Linked DNA regions of Mus musculus: region 1 is linked to region 2. A link is a contact called in public HiCAR-type data. All regions are on one chromosome and are shown on one strand. Each heading gives the region's core, a stretch centred on a gene start, on an enhancer-like site or on the middle of the called end of the contact. The rest is flanking DNA. Distances are from core to core; before and after follow the strand shown.

Region 1 (6,356 bases), core at 1,573-4,072, 420 kb after region 2:
CAAATACACTCTACAAACCTGGACCCTTCTTAGTAAGATGATCCAAACTAAATTACTTTTCTTGTGCTCAGGTAGGAACTTCCAGGAGAGAAAAAGCCAAGGAACCAGTAAAAGGAAGAGAAGTCAGCATCCACCTACAGCGAGGCACTCGGGGCATGGCGCCTAGCTCAGCTGGCTTTTCCTGAATAATCGTGTTCTTTCGTCACAACCATTTCCCAAGAGTACCTCTGTCTCCCACCCAGTTTTATTTTCCTCTTTCCAAACATCTGACTCATCCACTTTTCTTCAGCATCGCTGAAGAAGCCTCCTTCTCTACTCTGCGGCCCCCTGAGCCAGGTTCTCAGATTCTGCCGGTGCTCTTGGAAGAGGAGCGGTGTGACCTGCCTCCCAGAAGAGACACGGAGCACACACCCAAGCGTAAAGGGAGCAAGGACAGGAGCTCCAGGTGTGTTCAAAACAAACAAACAAACAAACTTGAACAGTGCTCCCCCTTACACTGCAGCAAGGCCCAGACTCTAGCCCCTGAGCCTCTGGTGGATTAAGAAGCGGCACCTCTGCCTGCACACGGCAGCTCTGGGCAGAGGTAAGGAAGCAGTCTCAGGTTTCGTAAGTGGATAGTCTAGAACATGGATGAATACCTTCCCACTGACCTGCTAGTAAGAGGTCACCTGAGTGTCCCTGCATCTACTCATTTCTCAAGTTTGTCCCATCATTGTGTATTATTTTATGTGCCCCTAAAAAGTATAGGTGCAAGCTTTCACATGAGGGAACACACAAAACCCCCAACTCCATTCACTGTCTTTTTCAGAATCATTCAGAAGGAATGAACCACCACAGGAGGCTTACGTTCTAGCTTTGCTCTCAACTCTTTTTTTTTTTTTTTTTTTTTTTTCTGAGGCTCAGGAGAGGTGAGAACACTACTGAATGGGAAGGAGCCGAGAGAGAGAACGCCTAGGTGTGGCTCTGGATGCGAGGTAGCTGGAGAACCTCATCCGCATCGCCACCTGCCAGCCAGCTTGTCTGATGTTCGGCTCTGTGCAATTGTGTAAGGGGAAGCTCTGATGCAATGTTCCCACCAGTATCGCAGAGATGAAGGGAAGGGTGCTTCTTCCCCGGGTATTGCAGGTATCAGTGTGATAGCATTAAAGTAAAGCTCAAGAAAGAGTCGTTCCTGGACAACTGCCTTTAAACCACCGCCAGCTTCGCGGCTTGGGAACTACTGGCTCTCCTACGGTCAGATGTTTGATCTCCTGAGAAATATCGCGCGTTTTAAAACAAGTCATCGAAGCCTCCAGGTCGAAAAAGCGTTTGTCTCATACAGAAACAATTCCAGCAAGCATTTTGTTCACAGCACATACATCAAATGTCATTCTGTATCAAGCTATATATAACCCACTGTCTCGATTGCCCTAGCAACAGAACACAAAAAACTAAAGAAGAAACTTTTCACTTCTAAAGAAGACAGCCATCATAACCTATATTGCTAACATCCTCCGTTGCTAGAATACAGGGTCACACTGCAAACACACAACACAAATTTAAAGCCCCAAACTATTCCCTGGGATCCTTTAAACTTAACGTTTAAGGTCTCGGAAACTTTTTAAAGCAACAAAGCAAGTGAAGAAATGTTAAAACGTGAACATTTATGTTACAATTACTTCTGCTAGGAAAACTAAGTCACTCAATGACAGCCCTGCTCTGCAAACTCAACAGCTGAAGGGAAAGTTCGCTAATTTCAGTACACTGTACTTATGCTTATGCAGGCTTCTGAGCCATCCTCTAGGTGCTGCTGCGGAGACCCCCAGCCCAAAGCCTGCCTTCTTTCCCCTCCCCCTGACGGCACTGCACTGCGCAAAGCTCTCGCAGAGGGTAGCCTAACAGATTTGCTACTGGGAAACCACAAAAAAACTAACGTTCTTCAAGAAGCTAAATAATGTTATTTTACTTTTCAGTCGAAATTATACTACAAAGAGGTTAGCTAAATGGAAGAAGATAATGAGTGGTTTGTCAAAGTCTTCAAGGAAGCTGAAGTAGCGGAGAGACAGGTATAGTCGCAGCCCTCGTCCGCCTCCAGGCCTATCGCTCTATAAGGAGTACCAGTGCATAAGATAATAGGCGAGCTCGGGAAATGCGGGCGTCAGGGCAGGGTGGTTCCTTGGCTGCACTGGTAGCATCTGGTTAAGTCAGCTCCTGCATTCGCGGAGCTGAAGAGATGGGAGTGTTGAGGGGATGGGGGGTGGGGGGGAGTACGCCTTGAGAGTCTCATCTGATTAACCAGTGCACAACCGCGAGGTCCGCGGCGCCGCATCTGCGGGGACCCGAGCGCCCCCAACAGCCTCAAGGCGCTGGGTAGGGGGCGCAGGGCCTTGCCTAGCGCTGAAGCCGGGGACTGGCGTCTGAGCCGTGGGCAGCCCAAGGAACACCCAGAGGAGATGGGTGAGGCCCCTCGCCTGTACCTGCAATGGTCCAGGTCCAGCGATAGAACTCCACGGTGTCGTTGAATGCCGTGGACATCGCGTTCAGGACGCTGCCGGGCTCTGAGTCCAGCAGCCCCATCTTGGCGAGGAGAGGTACGAGCAGCGGCGAGAAGAGAGGCTCCGATGGACCGTGGGCGACTGCGGCGGGAACCCTGCTGGCAGCGGCGTCTCCTCCTCCTCCAGGCGCCGCGACTGGGGATGCAGGCGGAGAGCAGCGGCGAACAGCAGAGACAAGAAGCCGGAGGGCGGAGGAGGAGGAGGACCAGCCACGAGCGCCCAGCGCTGCTCCTCTCTGTCGCCGCGCGCTGCCGCAGCTCCAATCCCCTCGCCCGCATCACGTGGCCGCGCGGGGCGGGGCGGCGCCTCCTCTCGCCCCGGGCGCGGGGATGCTGCGGTCGCGAGTGGTGGCCGGCTTGCGCAGGCGCGCTAAGGCCAGCCCCGGGCCACCACCTGGGCCACAGGAACGCCGCAGGGGGACACCTCGTACCCAGTCCTCCTCCCCTGCCTTCCTGCCCACGGTTACCTCTGTTCTGCCGGATGCAACGTGGGAAACCGGACGGGAAAAAGTGGGAGTTTGTGGGCAAAGATGAAGTACGCGATGCATTTCTGGTTCTTGCCTATCATTCACCTCCATCACATGTGCTTTTGCTGTCTTCGCCTGTGGCACGTGCTTGTCACCCAGACAAGGAAATGCGGGTGGTTTCACTGTAAAGGAATGCCATTTGTCTTAAGCAGCGGCAAAGGAGAGTAGTCTGTGGTCACCCCGTAAATATTATTAGCATGTAGTTAAATCCTTGTGAGTATTGAAAACAGCGACACTGGCCGATCAAAGCAATATAATTGTACCAAATTAGGCTATTGGTAGTTCAGAGAGGATGGAGCCATAAGAATAGGCTAAAAGAGTCCACTTGCACCACATGAGATTCAGGTCAATCTGAAAGGGTGATGCTGAGGAGAAAAAGAGCAGTTGACTTGTGAGAAGAAAGCAGTCTCTATGAATAAATAGCAACAACAATAACTGCAGCAACAAAATCACACTATGCCATTTTTATAGTTTCTGACATAAAGCAAGATTTCAGTGAATGGTCCAATAACAAGTTCATATGCGTTTTATTCAGATGTGCCATCCACTTTTGTTTCGGCTTTTTTTCTCCACTTGACTGATTTAGAATGCTTATTTTAGAGGTCACTGAGTCAAATGCTCAACGTTGTTAACATGAGTACTACCTGAGCCCTAACTCTGTGCTATAAATAGCAAGTCATAAATATTTATGGTGACAAAATTATAACGCACATCACTTCAGAGCATAGTGGGAGTTGTTTAAGTAGAGAGAGCTTCGGCGAGGAAGGCTAATTAAAGGTAACTGATTTGCTATATAACTCAGACCCCCACAGCCTTCTTTACATGCTTTATTCTGAAATCAACCAAATGATATGATTTATTAATTTGTCAAATCTGCTTGCCAGAATGAAGTTTCTCAAATTAAAGAATTTCTTACACCTCAATTCCTAGTTACGAATCTAGTAACTACAAAGAATTCTAGTCAAATTTCATTTCCTTTGTTAATGTGAGTATGAGTTAGGTTTCCCTTTGCTTATGGTATTGGTTGCTACCTCTGTATTGTCTTGGAGTCTTGGATGTTTTTATGATGGAGAACAGATTCCTACCCTCACCTCACAAAATGTCACCGTCTTTGCTTATTTAATATAATGTGGAATCATTAAGGCAGCTTTATTCAAGAATTTTCTTGGAGCCTCTCTTCTACAGTGGAGGTCAGTTTGAGTTCCTTGTTCACTAGGGGGCGCCTGTCACATAAGGAAATCATAGACAAGCCCCATCAATGTTAAGTTAGAAATGGCAACTATATTGTTAACATTTTCTCTGCCTTACTTGGGGGCATAGTCATTTTTATTTATACTTAGGAGCTGTTCAAGCACATAAGAAGAAACAGTCTTAGGATGTATCCACCCTTGAGCTCTATTACTTGGTGTGAAGATTACAGTCCATTACTTAATATTGCTTAATTCACAAGTAGTTTACAGATACCAATAATCACACAGAACCAAAGCTTGCGTCTATGGTTTGAAAACATCCCTAGAAGTTCATGTGTTGTTGGATCTCAATCCCCAATACAGCAAGGTAGAGAGTTGAGACCTACTTGGAGTGGTGTGGATCATGAGGGCTCCCCTTTCATAAATAGATTAAGTAGCAAAGCTTTTTTATTTTTTTGACCAGGCTGGCCTCAAACTCTAAAATACACCTGCCTCTGCCTCCCAAGTGCTGGGATTAAAGGTGTGTGCCACCACTGCCCAGCGCAAAGCATTTTAAATTGTGAGTTTGGTCTCTCAGAATAAATACTTCTTAGTCGTCTACTTTTTTTACCATGGAATGATGCAGGAAACAAAAGCACCCTCACTAGATCTAGTGCCTTGAATATAGGCTTCCTAGTTTTATACTGTAAGAAATAAATCTGTATTCTCTACAAGTTACTTAGTCTTTTGAAAAGAAGCAGCTTTGAAGTGGGGTAATGGGTAGAGACTGGAAGAGCTTCAAGGGTTAGCTATAAAATTGAGGTTTTCCCAGGAACTGTTGGAGCAGCAGAGAGAGCATGGGGAGGAAAGACTGCATATCTTTATACCTAAGAGGTCACCAGCAGTAGAAGCACAGACAGTATGGGACATTCTGGTGATGTTGCAGAGAGAAATAAGAACAGCACTGAAAACGGAAGTAAAGTGAAGTTGGCTAGACTGCGCCCATGCCTAGGGATGTATGGAAACAGATTAGGAGTGATGAGCTGAAGTATATGAATGATAGAAGAATTTTCAAACCAAACGATGCTAGCAATTGCTTTTAGTTGGACTCATTAAATGTGAGAGACCTAGCAACTCTCTTGACTTAACAACTCATGTCTATCCCCAAACCTGCACATATCCTTATGGCTCTTTCCTCCTTCTCAAAACCCACAGAAGCCTTCTGGGACAAGGACTTTTAAAAGGAGCTTAAGTCTGTCTGGAAAGCTGTGTTTCAAGGCTGGGTATGTTTTTGGTGGGGGCGGGGGGGGGGAAGAAGATACTTGTAAACTCTCCAGAGCCAACAAGAATATACAGCTCTTTTTAAAATTTAAGTTATTTATTCTCAAATGAAACTAAATCTAATTTGAGCAAGAGATACATTTATCTGTCAAAGGAAAGAATGACACAGTAGCACTGTGACACTTAGTAGCAAACCACCCAGAAAGAGGCCAAGCTGGAGAAAGGTAACTTTCTTATAATTGACTAACTCCCAAGAATTAGTGGTATTTTTATATCAAATTACAAGCACCATTTCTGCTAAGACAATTGAACCCAGAATGCATGTGATAATGTACCTTCAAATATTCAAACAAATGGAAAGTTAGATAAATAAAAGTATATTTATCCTTCCCACTGGTATTTCTAGCAGTTTTACTTATAATCACTGTATGCTCTAAACAGTCAAAATGTCCCTTAATAAATAGATGATAGATAGATAGATAGATAAGACTGCCACAAAAGAATCTAACTATGTTACAAAATATTGTTTCCTCTTAAAAGAAAGAATATAGAGAAGACACAGACAGTTTCAGTAGTAGCTTATTTAACAAAGCAGAACAAATCTAATAAATACAATACGCCATACAAACATGGGGACAGACTGACCTCAAATGCATTGTGGAATTATAAGAAGTATCTTATAATAATATTTCTGAAGTGGGTAGCATATTTGCTAAGGTAAGATAACCCCTTCCTCCTCTCCCAAATCATGATGGTCTATTACCCTTTTAAAGAAATTCTTCCCATAATCCCCTTGAACTGTTACAATAGGGTAGGGATGTCAAACAACAATGTAAATATTACAAT
Region 2 (6,043 bases), core at 1,023-3,522:
ACTTGGAGTGAAGTGAATACAAGCATTCTCAACAGTATTGAAATGTCTATGAGACAGTCAAAGTGGGCTAGTGATTGTGCAAACGATATAATCCTAGAGGACAATATCATATTAACTGCTAACCAGCCATGCCCCACTCCTGGGGTCCTGACCCAGTGTATAGATAACCATGTGAAGCTGATACACACAACCAAGTGGCGAAGCGTCTGTAAGAGCAGCAAAAATGCCCCCAAGAGCATACTGGCAATTAGCTCTGGTATGTTTATATACATGCAATATCATGACACTATTGTTTGTTGATGAAGATGCTATGTAATGATAGAAAAAGCTCATTGGGTTGGCTTCCTGGGGCTGCCTCTGCAAACTGCTGTAACTGGGGTGGCTTTAAAAAGCAGACATGTACACTGCAATATGGATAAATACTTTGTGCACTTGAATGGCTAAGGAAAAGCAGGTGAAATCTTTTTTTTTTTCATTAATCATTCCGTTCTTTACAGCTCACATGATATCTCCCTTCCTGGTTACCCCTCCACAACACCCCATCCCATCTGCCCTCTTTCCCCTCCTCTTTGCCTCTAATGAGGGTACTCCCCCACCCACCCACCTACTCCCACCTCACCGCTCCAGCATCCTCCTACCCTGGGGCATCAAACCTCTACAGGACCAAGGGCCTCCCCTCCCATTGATGTCAGACAATGCCATCCTCTGCTACATATGTATCTTAGCCATTCAAGTGCACAAAGTATTTACTCATATTGCAGTGTCCGTTATATTATTATAAATATATGCATCTTGCTTCTATTCTGGATTATTCTTTCCTTGAGTTCATTGCTCCACATTGCATCCGAACATTAGCTGCTAAATCAGATACTAATCAGACGCTGTTGCCTCCCCTCCCCTTCAGTCCAGAAACGCAGATATTGCTTCCGCCAGTTTACAAGGCTGAGCACTGCGATCTAGGCAGATGCGCACATGAGATGCTCAGTGTTTGCAGACAGAATGAGTGCAGTATTTATAGACGAGCGAGCTTTAAAGGCTCTGGGTGAAACGCCTGTGGGCTTAAGCCCTGGCTCTACCTCTCATTAACAGCAGGATGAAAAGTGCATTCTTTAAATATTTTTAAGTCCTAGTGTCCTTGTCAACGTACTTCTTTAAAATAGGACACCTGGATGGTTCATTTCAAATGTAGAGACAAAGTATGTACTCACCAACTCCATGTCTCTGATTACCAGGTGATTTTGCTCTTGAGGCTTTTCTTAGATAATTTACAGCACAAATTCTGTCAAATTCTATTCAATACAAAATTCCTAAATTCACTATGAAATCCACATTAAAAATATCTTGGCTTTAACATGTTCTGTATAAGGGTGAGTTCAAAGGGCACAGTATACCTGAATAAAATTATTTATGAAGCTCATCAATATGTATAACTGCTATCTGTCAAATAAAAATGTTTTCAAGAGGTACTCATTGGTTAAGAGGCACTGGATGCTCTGCCAGGCGACCTAGGTTTGATTCCTAGCCCCACAAAGCTCACACCTGCCTGGAACTCCAGCTCTAGATGAACCTATGCCCTCTTCTGGTGTCTAAGGGCACCAGATGGTCACATGGTGCATCAACAAACAGACAAAGCAACAGTATATAAAATAGATATTTTTAAATGTTTCTTTAAAAAACGGAAATGTATGTCCTTCTATTTGTGTAGATTTGAAGTTTTTATCAAGGTGTTTGTACGGTCACATGCTTTCTGAGGACCCTGGAAGGGTTCTGGTTGAGCTCCTGTCTTGCTTGTGGTGATCCATTACAGTCCTCAGTATCCCTTGGGTTGTGAACATAAGGATAGTCTTTCTCCATCATCACATGGCATCCTCCATCACACTAGGAAAAAGTGGTTGTGGGGGGCGTGTATAGGGGAGAACTTAGGGGGGAAGGAAGAGGAACTGGATGAAAACACATATATGCATCTATGAAATTCTCAAACAATATTCTTTTTTTAGAAAGGACATCAGTGTTTGCTTGAACAGCTGTGAGTCGTTTAGACGAGCCCAACCACCACGGTGAGGAAGGTACCAAGAAGCTTACAGACATCACAGCAACACAAAACAAGCTAGCTTAGACTGGACAGTAGTCTATAGTGCTTCCCTTTGCACCTGTTACAGAAGCATCCTCAGGAAGTCAGCAGGAAGAGTTTAGTTGCACGTGGGGATTTTGTGACTCAGCTTAGGGGCTGTGGAGAACAAGAAAGTGCTGCAAGTCTTTTCATGTTATCCTATGTTCTGAACCACAGATGGCACTGGTCCAGAGAGTCCTGTAAGAGGGTGACAGAGTGAGATCTGTGGTGCTGACAGGGGAAACGGGGATCACTGGAGCAAGACACAGCCAGGAAACAGACAGGCAGAAGCCCTCAGAGCAAGCAGCTCTTCCGATGGGTCGGTAGAAGGAGAGGTTTGTTTCATCTCATCTCCGTTTCCCAGTGGCTGGTGTCTGCCGAGGCCACAGGGAATATCTTCAAGTGTCTTCAACACCACTTGGAAAATTTAACAGAGGCAAAATGATTAGTGATCAAGCCTTTCAGAGTAAAAGAATGGCTTTTCTTCCCCCCAAAATCTTCAAAAATCAAACACCTTTCCTATTAATAGGAAGATAGGAGGGACCTGTGACTTCATTAACTGTAGAATTGAGGTATCATTTTTGAGGCTTTGAGTAAAAATGAGGAATTCTTTTTTAACTTTTGATCCATTCTTTGTGAATTTTATATCATGCAGCCCAATCCCACCCATCTCCTTGTCTCCTTCCCTGCCCTCTGCCCTTGTACCTCCCCCAAAGGAAAAAAATCTTGTTGTAGAAGCTGTAGTATGTCCCTGTGACCTATAGTATACCCTTTTGTCCACACTTCTTTGCTTTCAAACATTTACTGCAATGAATCACTGGTCTAGTTCAAGGTCTCTGGCTTTTGCTACACTATCAATACTGGACCCTCATTCAGACTTATCTTGATATCCTGCTGTCACCTTATGTCATGGAGCTCCTGCAGCCTTGGACCTGTAGGACCAGCCCCTTCACACACTCCAGCAATTCATATTTGGGGTAGATGTTGGGGTGAGTACATTCAAAGCCCTACATGTGGGTGTAGGTGGCATGTGAACTGGTCAGCCCACCAGCACTCCCACACCCACACCACCAGGACACCAGCACTCCAGCCGATAGCTTACCCAATGCAGCAGCTGCCAAGAGACAGAGCCAGCTCTCCCACTTCCATGCCCTTGGGCCAGCTCACCTGCACCCAAGACAGTAGAGCCAGCTGTGCGGTGAGGGATAGAGTCAGTTCTCCTGCCTGCCATAGGTGATGAGGGGCAAGGGGTGGGGTGAGGAGGGCATCTCTCCCTCACCCATGACACCACAGGGCAGACAAGCTGTGAAGCCACCTTGTACATGCTCGCCCACTGACAGCCAGCTCATGCCCTTGTCACCAGCTCTATTGTGCTGCCCAAGTGAGGTGCAGGGCCTCTCTCCCGAGTACTGCAGCGGGTGAGGGATAGGGCCAGCTCTCCTGCTCTCCTGAGGAATTATTTTTAAGGAAACCACTTTAAAGGTACAAGCTAATGAACCCATTTTAGTTTATTACAACCCTTTTTCAACTCATGTGTTTTGCACACTAAATAACCTTGTGCAGATTCCTGACTGTAGAGGCCAAATGCGTAGAATAAAGCTCTAAATCAACATCTCTGCTGCAGACCTGCCTTCTGTGTGCTGCCTGTACATGTCTGTATGCATGTTCAACAACTCAATACATTGAAGAACAGGCTATAAGCCAGGCGTAGTGGAACATGCCTATAATATCAGCACACATAGCATCAGGGGAGGAGGGTCAAGAGCCCAAGGCCAGCTCCAGCTACAAAAAAGATCTTGAATTAAACATAACAAAATGGACCAAAAAACAAAGGTGAATTGAAATGAAACTACTTGGCACTTCCTCTCAAATCTGCTCCTCTAACAGTCCTTATGGCTGCTCCTGTTAGTGTTTCTGAAAGCTTCTCTCTCCCTCCCCTCCATCCAATTGATTACCGAGAGCTGTCAATGCTGTCTCATAAATAACTCTACTATTCATTTATGTAGTGGATTCTCACTGACTCTTTCATTACGTCTTATCTGCGATTCCTGAGTTGTGCAATCCATCTTCTGCATTAGTATGGAACTGATGGTTGCAAAATGAAAATCGATGTCACAGCGACATTTAAAATTCCTCTTATGGTTTCTAACACTTGCGTTATATACAATAGAAGCCATGAAAGCACTTGCTAAATGAAAAAAAAAAAAAAACAATTAACAAGTGCATCATAGACAGGGAATAGACACAGTTACTGACATCTTCATATTTATTAGCCATAAAATAATTGTTAAAACACCACCCAAATAAAGCTATTTGCCAGTCCTGAACCTCAAAAACAACTCTCCATATGGAGTCAATTACTGCAGATGGATTTCTATTTTTCTTTGTAAGCATCTTGATTTATTTTACTAAATCAACCAGGGACCATGATTGCAATTTGTATAAAATTTTGGAATCAAATACACCGGTAAATAATAACAATCATAATAACCACAGTGGGAATTCTGTAGAGCACACACACAATGGATATAGAGTCTCTCAGTGGTGATTTAAATTCAGAATTCTTTCAGCTTCAAATCCATGGACACTGGCTCTCCCTAAAATAGATGACTAATTCTCAGTCACTAAATTATTATTCCATACACATTCTTCCCGTGCATACCTAAATACATTTCTGTGATGCTAAAAGCATTCGGAGTTGGATAGCACTCATCTTGCTATAAATTTAAATGCAACCTGACCTGTATTTCTATGAACGATAAAAATGCTACTTGGGCAATCTAGCTTGTGCAGTTAATCAAGAGAATTGTGTCTTTAAGAGTATCCTAGCAACATGTCTGAAATCGAAGGAACACCCAACTGACACTGCCCGTGGATTTAATTATGCCGCTGGACTCCATCAAACTTTCTAGTTCATCAAAAGGATACTTAGAAACAGAAACAGAAATTAAGCTACAACTGAAATGGCTGGGGAAGAGGAGAAAGAGGGGAGAACGGCATATGTAAATGAGGCCACTAGAGCATGTTTCTGAGCAGGCTCAAGGGTAAGAGAAAATGAACAAAGTTCCGAGTCCAGTGGAGGGGCCAGAACCATGCATTAATTACTTAGGAGACTGCTAGTCCCCAGGCAAAAGTTGTACTGGGGTAATCACAGTTTTAGAAATATGTTCAAAACTTGTGCTACAAGTTTTGTAGCTAATAGTGCTCCAGTTTCACTGACCAGCCCAGTGTACATTTTCTGGAGTCTGCCTTGAATAACGTACTTGGGACACATCAGGAATCACCAGGAGTAGTTATTTTTCTACCATCATAACCATTACCTCATCTCCATTGTAATTTTTTTTAACATGGATCCACATTTGGTACAATAACAAATTCCACACAAACAAACTTCCCAAACCAGGTCTGTTTAAGATGAAATGGCTTGTCTGTTTGACTTGTAGTAAGCTACAAAGCCAATGAAAGACATGTGGAGATTTGCATTGCAAACAAAATCCCACCTCATAAAAACCCAATGTAAATTGACTATTTTGTTAGAGTTTCTATTGTGAAGAAGACACCATGGCCACAGCAACTCTTACAAATTAAAACATTTAACTGGGGATGGCCTGAACATCTGAGACCTCAAAGCCTGTCCCATGACTACTTCCTCCAACAAGGCCACAGCTCCTAATACTGCTACTCCCTATGGGCTTATAAGGGCCATTTTTTTCAAATTACCACAACCATAAATGACACGGAATCTTTCCAGGTGCTCAAGGATGCACAAGAGTTCAAGTAGTTAGTTCTATTTTACTTTTACATAAACCATCTCCTGCATGCAGACTAAACCTTTAAAAATAATTTAGTATTTCTTAAGTTGTATTCACAAGTTTTTGGTTGGACCACTAAGAACACACACATGCACAAGCACTGATGTGTATATGCACACAC

Evidence for each region. HiCAR-type assays count read pairs that join an accessible place to other places.
Region 1: a HiCAR-type map of embryonic stem cells shows a contact between it and region 2, with 5 times the contacts expected there. The contact joins the promoter of Elovl4 here to the enhancer-like site in region 2. A contact is called at or near these places in 1 of 39 promoter capture datasets (pre-B cells), 1 of 15 datasets of contacts at CTCF or cohesin (large pre-B cells), 1 of 484 Hi-C or Micro-C datasets (rod photoreceptor), 1 of 115 datasets of contacts at active chromatin or transcription factors (embryonic stem cells) and 1 of 9 other capture datasets (embryonic stem cells).

Annotation. Positions count from the first base shown.
Region 1 is chr9:83,803,483-83,809,838 of GRCm38.p6, forward strand. It overlaps Elovl4 (elongation of very long chain fatty acids (FEN1/Elo2, SUR4/Elo3, yeast)-like 4), which reads right to left and starts at 2,823. Exons shown (of 6, transcript NM_148941.2): 1 at 2,457-2,823. The coding sequence starts at 2,556.
Region 2 is chr9:83,383,194-83,389,236 of GRCm38.p6, forward strand. No RefSeq gene overlaps it. Among named protein-coding and RNA genes, the nearest start is that of Gm46123, 35 kb to the left of the region's middle. Within about 2 kb of position 2,273, at least 19 of the 459 cell types and tissues checked have an H3K27ac peak or open chromatin away from gene starts, as enhancers often do. A contact at or near this core is called in pre-B cells and rod photoreceptor, where this site is marked.